Linked DNA regions of Hordeum vulgare: all the other regions are linked to region 3. A link is a contact called in public Hi-C data. All regions are on one chromosome and are shown on one strand. The core of a region is the stretch at or near the end of the contact, and the rest is flanking DNA. Distances in the headings are between cores, read along the strand shown.

The links. A called contact is a pair of places that touch in the nucleus more often than the background predicts.
Region 1: a Hi-C map of leaf shows a contact between it and region 3, with 6 times the contacts expected there. The contact joins the promoter of LOC123444416 here to the promoter of LOC123444414 in region 3. A contact is called at or near these places in 3 of 6 Hi-C or Micro-C datasets (leaf and seedling) and 1 of 1 datasets of contacts at active chromatin or transcription factors (embryo).
Region 2: a contact with region 3 is called in a Hi-C map of seedling, with 3 times the contacts expected there. The contact joins the promoter of LOC123444415 here to the promoter of LOC123444414 in region 3. A contact is called at or near these places in 3 of 6 Hi-C or Micro-C datasets (leaf and seedling) and 1 of 1 datasets of contacts at active chromatin or transcription factors (embryo).

Annotation. Positions count from the first base shown.
Region 1 is chr3H:487,528,468-487,531,182 of MorexV3_pseudomolecules_assembly, forward strand. LOC123444416 (proline-rich receptor-like protein kinase PERK2) reads right to left here and starts at 1,401. Exons shown (of 8, transcript XM_045121116.1): 1 at 438-1,401. The coding sequence starts at 1,317.
Region 2 is chr3H:487,365,933-487,368,677 of MorexV3_pseudomolecules_assembly, forward strand. LOC123444415 (ras-related protein Rab7) reads right to left here and starts at 1,352. Exons shown (of 7, transcript XM_045121115.1): 1 at 1,089-1,352; 2 at 960-986; 3 at 728-827. The coding sequence starts at 1,141.
Region 3 is chr3H:487,107,953-487,110,652 of MorexV3_pseudomolecules_assembly, forward strand. It overlaps LOC123444414 (coiled-coil domain-containing protein 25-like), which reads right to left and starts at 1,315. Exons shown (of 6, transcript XM_045121114.1): 1 at 968-1,315; 2 at 44-171. The coding sequence starts at 1,080.

The DNA.
Region 1 (2,715 bases), core at 151-2,650, 420 kb after region 3:
CGATTTTCTAGCTCTCGCGCTCTCAGCTCTCAGGGAGCCCAAAATTTTGACAAATATACCAAAAACTTTTAGAATTTCAAAATAGCATGAACAAATACACATTTACATGAGTGTATGTTTGTAAAAATAACACGATGAATAGAATTTTTTTTGCGGGGATGAAATACGTTTTTTAAATGAGCTGCACACACACAAAAATGAAACTTTTTAATAAATGCAGCAAATGAACGTTTGTGTTTTTTTTCTTTCGAAAATTTCAAAAATCGGGTTCCAGGCCGACCTCCGATTGCAATTTGCAAAAGCCGGATCAACAATGTTCTTGCTGTTCGGTGCGAGGAAGGAGATGGTTCACCACCATCATTTCAATTATACTATCTTCCCGTTTCACTTGGGCTACTTCATGTATGCAATATCTACAATACGGTACGTATACGCACCTGGGGTCCCCGGCGGCGGTACCCTACGGCGACGGCGCCGCTTGGACACGAAGAAGAAGATCAGCGCGGCCGCGAGGCCGAGGAAGACCACCGCCCCGACAGCCACACCCACGCCCAGCGCGGTGCCGCTGCCTGACGGGGGCTTGGCCGATGCCGACGGCGCGTCCGCTAACTGCGGCGGAGGAGGCGGATAAAACGTAAGAGGCGACGGCGGAGGCGCTGCTGCGGCTGGTGCGTCGATCGGGAGCGGCGGCGACGATGGAACGCCTCCAGGAGGCGGCGGCGTGGCGTCAGGCGGCGCTGGCGAAGATGACGGCGGCGGCCTGCGAGGAGTTGGCGTTGGCGTCGGAGTTGGCCTTGGCGGAGGCGGGGACGGCGTTACCGGCGTCGGGTTTGGCGTCGGCGTGGGCGTGGGCCTTGGCGGAGGCGGGGACGGTGTCACCGGCGTTGGGTTTGGCGTCGGCGGCCTTGGTCTTGGTGCAGGCGGTGGAGGTGAGTTCACCGGCGGGGGCACCACCGGAGGGTTTACGACGGTGGGAGGATCGGCCTGAACCGGAGCAGGCGGAACCGCGTCCGGAGGAGGAGGAGGGGGCGGGCTCTGCGGAGGAAGTGCCACAGGAGGGACCGGGTTCACCGGAGCAGGCGGAATCGCCACCGGCGGAGTTGGGGTCACCGGAGTGGGCGGGACCGGAGTCACCGGCGGCGAGCCGGCGGCGTCCGGAGGTGGTGGGCTGGACATGGTGACGGTGGCTAGCTGCGGCGTGGCGCAAGAGGCTGACGTTGAACTATCGATCTCCACGGCTACGACTTTACGACTAATAATATACCGACGGTGGGCAAGAGACGAGACGAGACGAAGACTAGCGTGGTACGAGTTCATGCACGTCCACCTATGAGCTGGATGCAGTTAGCCATTAGGTGGTTTTGCTTGCTTAGTTTTGCCGCGCTTACAATTCATCTCTGCGCTTTTGCTTGCTGGGTTCAGTCGACAGCAACATATCATACGGATTCTTCACCTACAAAAACACATCATGCTACGGACCGATTGTGGGTTGGGTTCCTGTAAAAGAATGGGGTCGTCTCTTTTCTATTTTCTTACTTATTCTAGTGTCCACTGTCCGGGGTTTGTTAGATAAGATTGACCGGGCCAAAGTCAATGGGCATGATCGATCATCTGTGTTAGCATTAGCGTCGTGCTAATCATGCCTGGCGGGTGGACCAGCTGGTCAGATGGATACAGGCAGAGAAGAAGCGACCAGCAGCTGGCTCAGCATCCTCACCACCAACTTCGGTTGCCGGACGGCTCATTGCGTGTAGTGCCAGCGAATTGATAGGGTTGTACAAACCAAGTTGCGTCTGCTGCTGCCGCTGGCTCATACTTCTCTGTGGAGCAGTGGCGGCGGAAACTTGTGTAGATTGTTCCGTTGAGGCGTGTGCCTGCTCTATTCCAAATTTCCAATCGAATGTTCAGCGCTGCTCCGTGAGAGGAAAGAGAGGCAGAGATGGTTCAGCACCACCATCATTTTAATACTGTAGTATGACCTGTGAATGATTGTTATTAACTGCTGGTTCGTCGCCCTTCTAAATGGGCTGTCAGGAGACCCCTGAAATTCATTGTGTCGTATAAACAAGCTTGCTCCTATCAAGTTACTTGTGCTAAAGTAGAGATTAGTGAAGTTTCAGAAAAAACAAGATTAATCCTAAAATAGCATTTGACCGTTTCACGCGGGCTACTTCCAACATTGATGAAAATCAGGTTTAGTAACACTTGAGATGCGATGAAAAGGTGGAAACGACAACTTCGTACGTAGAATTTCGATTAAATTTTCATTTCATCTTCGTATCAAGGAGCTATATGCTTGTCCGACACTGGTCAACGACGACCATGGGATCAGATCACTACTTAACAACAAAACACGTACTGTATGCACTATGCAGGTCGGACATATAAAACGTTATACGCAAAGCAATTTCGGTTTTTTCATATCCATGATACCGTTGTTTTAATCAATATAAATTGGGTGCGGTGACAAGGAAAAGAACCCAGGTATCCCCTCAAGGTGGCACATTTTTTTTTCATCTTTGTTAGATTAAGGTGGCACTGTCTGAAGGTATGAGGAACCATTGTTGTGGCAAGGTGTTGCCGAAAGTGGGAACGTGGCTGTTGTTTTCGAAAGGATAGGAGTGAGCACGGCGGCACCCTATGGGGCAGTGCTGTACTTGTTGGGTTGGATGATGATTGAACCAACAGAGGTGGAGGCGATGGTGGAGCACTGGA
Region 2 (2,745 bases), core at 102-2,601, 260 kb after region 3:
CGATACTAGGCATTGAAGAATTTTCTGAATCATGCAACCGGAAACTGACATTATGGGTTGCGTATTTAATTTTCCGTTCTATAGCTCTTCCTTCTGTGATAAAGTAGAGACACCACAGCTCCCAACATAAGAAATACAAACTCAAATTTACAGTGCTAAGAGTCAAAGGGAAGAGGGTCTATGGTAATACTGCATGCTTACGGTTAAAAATTAACAGATGCAAACTATGTTTACTGGTAACTAGGTAATGCCAATTACAGAAAATGCTTTATGATTCCGATGGCAAGATACAAAATTAGAGTACCAACTTGATAGTTGGATGGATAATTTGCAGTGTTAGGTACTGTTTTACTGTACTGACAACACTGACGCCTTTTTAACCATCATAAGCGACTCTACATTAACAAATACGTTTTCTTTCATGGCTGAAAATAGCAGTGACTAATCGAAGTGAATTCACTTTTCTGCTACATGGTTTTTAAAGATTAGCAATGGTGATTTCTATCAGCGCAGTGCTAACTTCTCAAAATTGTGCAATGACTAAACACATTAGCAGTGTATTTTCATTTCAATTTACCCCCAGGTAAGAGTAAGTGGGGCACTTCTTCAAAGCAAAACTCAAAGATACTAGCAGCAACTGCAATAGCACGTTGTCCAAAAACAATAACTTGCTCCAAGCATCGGTACAGGACCACATGGGCTGAATTGCTAAAAGCGGGTACAGCACCTGCAGAGTGAAGAGCCTGTCCTCGTATTGCACCTCCTTGGTGAGGAAATCCGCGCCGATGGTGGCCTTGTACTGGTTACTGAACTTCTTGTTCACATATCTGAATTGCATCAAAGCTCAGGAAAAAACACAAACAAAGCAAAATCCAATCCTACACGACCTCGACAAAAAACGGGGGGCAAGCAAAGTAATCAGAGGCGATCAGTCCACGGCGAGTCGAATTGCAGGATACTGGTTCATCAAGGACGTCTTCCCGACCCTGGATCGCGGCGAATCGGCAGAAAGAGTCGGTCAGTCAGCAGAGGGAACACTGGAAGAGGCAAAAGCCGAAGAGGAGGAAGAGAGATCCGAATCCACCAACCCGCTGTCGCCGAGGATGATGACCTTGAGGAGCGTGCGGCGTCGCGAGGCCATGGGGATCTATGTGCCGAGGGGTCTTGCTCGCGCTCGTCGCGCGCCGGAGGTAGGAGGGGAGCACGAGGTGGGGACGGAGGAGGGAGGAGACGAAACCTAAGCTTGCGTAATCGCGTTTGCGGCCTTTGCCGTCCCTGAGCAGGCGGGGAACAAGGGTGCGTGTGCGTTGGGCAACAGGACAGACCACAGGGATGGGACGCGTAGCATCTGCTCCCGTTTGACTGGAAGCTTTCCAGGAAGTACTCCTTCCTACTAGTTTGCTTTTCAAAAAAAAAAAAAAAAAAATACTCCTTCCTACTAGTTTGGTAGTAGGAGTACTAGTTTGGAGTCCGATGATCGGTGCAAATGCAACCACCGCCGGCTGTCAAGGAGATCGAGCAAGCTTAGAGCATCTCCCTCCGTTCCGCCCCACGGATTGGGCACTGATCTGCGCCGGCGCGCCGGCCCAAATTTTCGGCTGGCCGCACACGAGGCCGCAGGATCCACCAACCCCGCGTCGTCCGTACCGTTGGATCCGCATGCAACATTTTTCTCCTTATGCAGTATAATTTTGATGTGATGCAGCAATTTTTTCAACGGTTGCAACAAAAAACAAAAATTATAGCAAAAAAAATATCTACGTGATCGTAGCAAAAAAAACGAAGCTGATGGTGCGTGGTAGCAAAAGTCAAACGCCGGTTGTAGCAAATATTTACGTGACGTGTATGCAACTTTTTTAGTGAACGGTTGCAGCAAAACATGATGCCGGTTGTAGCAAAAATTAACATGGTTGTAGCAAAAGTAAAAAACATCGATGTAACAAAAAAATCGATGAACTGGAATTGCAACCAAACGTATATGCAGTTTTTTTTACTGGGACAAAAAATAGTAAATAAAAATATTTGCAGCAAATACGACGCTGGTTGCAACGTATTTAGATGAAAAATGTTGCATCCACTGACCAGCGAAGCGCGTGGGTGAGAAAAATGTTGCATGGGTGCCGGCGGGCGGGTGGAAAACAATTCCCATGTGAAATAGCGCTGTCTCGGACCGTGCTGGTGAAAAAACGGCCGTGTAGGTTTGGGTTCCCAGTCTACTCACCAAAGATCGCCTCCCAATCGGTTTAAAAAAAACTCGGCCTAAATTCGATCAAAAACGACTTAAATTTAAAGGAATTCATAGTTTTCATTGATATTTGTATAAAATTGAAATAAAAACATAATCTAAAAAGAAATTGAACGTCGTCGTGGTCGCCTTCTACATGCCGAGAAGCTTGTAGAAGTTGGTGTAGTCACCGCCGTCGTCGTCCTGCGCTCCGCCGCCGTCCTTGCTACACCCCTTCCCTCAGTCGCCGTGGCGAACGGGGTTGGAAGGCCCAGGCACCTCCTCGTCACTGTCGCCGAGAATGACGACGCCGTCCTCCTCACGACTGCGGCGCCGAGCGGCGATCTCCTCAAGGGCACGGCGCTGACGCTCCATCCCCTCCCGTACGTAGTCGTCCCGTGCCCATATGAGGGCGGTCTTGTCGGCGGCGGCCACGTCCAGGTGCTCCTGCTTGACGGGGAGGAGCGTCGGCTCTGTCTTCGGCTTGACGAGGCGGGAGGAGGCACCACGCTCGTTGATGA
Region 3 (2,700 bases), core at 65-2,564:
AATCAGTAGCTATAAACAATGAGTTTCTTCCATGTATACGTACCTTGAATGGAATGCGCTTTTACGAGCTGCGCACAATCCTCCAGGAGGCCTTCGCTGATGGCGTCTATGGACTCGCCTTTCTTGAGCCTCAGGTAGACGTGCGCCGACGACACCTTGTCCACATGGAACCTGCAGTGCAGGTGGTGCTCCACATGATCAATTATTTCATACAATCATACTTGCTTTGTGCTTAATAAACGGGTTACTAGGTTGTACTACAGCACGATATCCACTGAGCTCTCGAGGGTGTTGCTTATTTTTCAGCAATATAAGCAAACCAGTAAAATAAGCACTCGATCGCGAGCAGAGGGCGAGGTCCTCTAGACGATAGATATATACAGGGTGTGTTTTGGCCCTAGCTGCGCTCGCGTTGCGTGGTGCAGATGGCAGACTGGGGGACGACAGTCACGCAGTTTACGTTCATCTACAGTGACGCAGATGCTTGGAGCTGCTCGTACGTTTGTGTTCCGTAGCTCGGGTCGTATCTACGTTTACTACGCAGTTTGGTAGTTGGGGTGTCCTCCTCACCAGCCTCGTCATGGCCTCGTCACGAGTCAATCCGCGCGCTCCCTCTGCTACTCTGATCTCTCTCTCGTTCTGGCCGGCTGGCCGGCCGTCCTCTCTCTCTCTCTCTCTGGAATTTCACTGGCTCACCGCGCATGAGTTTAAATGTAGTAGTACTACTAAACTATTGATGGTGTAGTACTACTAAACTATTGATGGTTAGCTAGGGATTAACCATTATGCTGCACGTGCATGTTTATACACAGAGGAACTCCCATGACTGAGTATATCCATCGATCGAGACCCCAAACTTAACGAGAGCTTATGTTCTAGTAGTAGAGTAGAAGAGAGAGGGATGGTGGCCGGTGGGAGGGAGAGAGAGTCCAAGGTAGAGACGTAGAGTTGGGGCAAATGCTCGTACCAGACGTCCTCGGGGAGGCCGTACTTGATGAGCTCCTCGTTCTCGTTCTTGTCTGCGCCCATGTAGATGGTGTAATCGCCGGCGTCCGGCCGCGCCTTGAAGTAGAACACCATTGCCAGCACTGTTTCTCTTCTCTCCTCTCTCTCAGCGCCTTCCTCGTGGCAGCTCGGCTCACCAACTGTATATCCAGTTGACCGCGTGCAGGCTAATTTTACCGCAAATCAAGAAGAGGCAGAGGCCGAGAGAGAAGAAGAGGCAGAGGCCGAGAGAGAACAGAGAAGAGGCAGAATAGATAGACGCAGGAGGGGGTGAAGGGAGGGAGACGACAGAGCGACGAACCAGGCAATGAAGCGGCATGGGCGGGTATAAAAAGGGGACGGCCGGGGCTAAAATCTCAAAGGTCGTCTCTACCCCAAGGCGGTTGGGTGGGGCTGCCACGTGGAAACACGGTGGATTCGATTAAACAAATGCGACCGGGGAGGGCGTGGGGCCCGGGCGGGGCCTTATCCTCGCAGCTTTTGCTCCTCCCTCCCACTCTGCCCCTCTTTATAATTAACACAACATAATAGTACAGTACGTAATTGGTTAACCTTTTTTTTTCCTTAACCAATTACGAGTCAGCGGGAGCCTTGTAAAACTGGTAATCTATCTGATCCCTCGCCGGTTTCCTTCGTTTTCTTTCCGATGAATCCTGCCTCTGATCTGTGCCTGACCTGGCAGCAGTCGCAGTGGATATACTCCTCCTACCGGAGCTCCCCGCTTAAAAGATTGTTCTTAACCGCAACTGCCTATTGCTATTGGTGGCGTCGTAAAAGCGCCGTATCTTTTGCGAGAACGACGTCTGTTTCGATGGCTCGATTCCGGCCGAACCAAGAGAGACGGGCCGCTTTTCTTCCCAACGCTCCGTCTTTGTTGGTTCGTTCCGTGCGTCGGGGTGCCGGGGACCGGGCGCGGCATGGCCGTGGGGATTGAGTGGAGGATGGAAAGCAAGGACCGGACTTCCAACCGAGGCAGATCCAGGGGAGTGTGTGCCTGCCTTCGCCCACGTTATTCTTGTTCTTTCTCGATAAAGGATGGGAGGAGAAGTATTATTCCCTCCGTCATGATTAGTAAACGCGGTTTCGTTTATATGTATTTTTAAGATAAAAAAGGATTAAAACGCGTAACAATCATTTAATAATTGTGTGAGTTATTATGCATTATCCTTTTAAATAATTAGACGATGTATGATTATTATATGAACGCTTCTAATTTTTTTTAGAGTCAATTCACCTTGATCCGAGAGATCGCTCCTCTCCGTAAGAAACCTACTCTTTAGATGCGCAGATGCAATTATAGAGCATTTACACCCACAAATCTCACCCCTTACACCCGGACATGCCCGGAAAGGGAGTCGGACAGTCCCTTGTATGTTGTGCTACCAGCCACGTATTTTCAATGTGAATCTTCAAATCCATACAATGCGTGTACGTCGATCATAAAACATAAATTCATTCTAATTCAACAGTTTACCAAAAGCGATAAAGCAAAATAAATTATTCTTCAATTGTCCATACATGGTAAAATAAAATTAAAGTTTGAGTGTGATGGATCACTCAGTAGGATCCGAAGTATGTACAGAGGAGGGTGATTAGACTATTTAACAAGATAAAAACTTAGTCTTTTCTCAGTTTTAGTTATGTGCCAGTTTTAGCAATTATGGCTAGTCAAGTTCACCCTACACATGCATATCT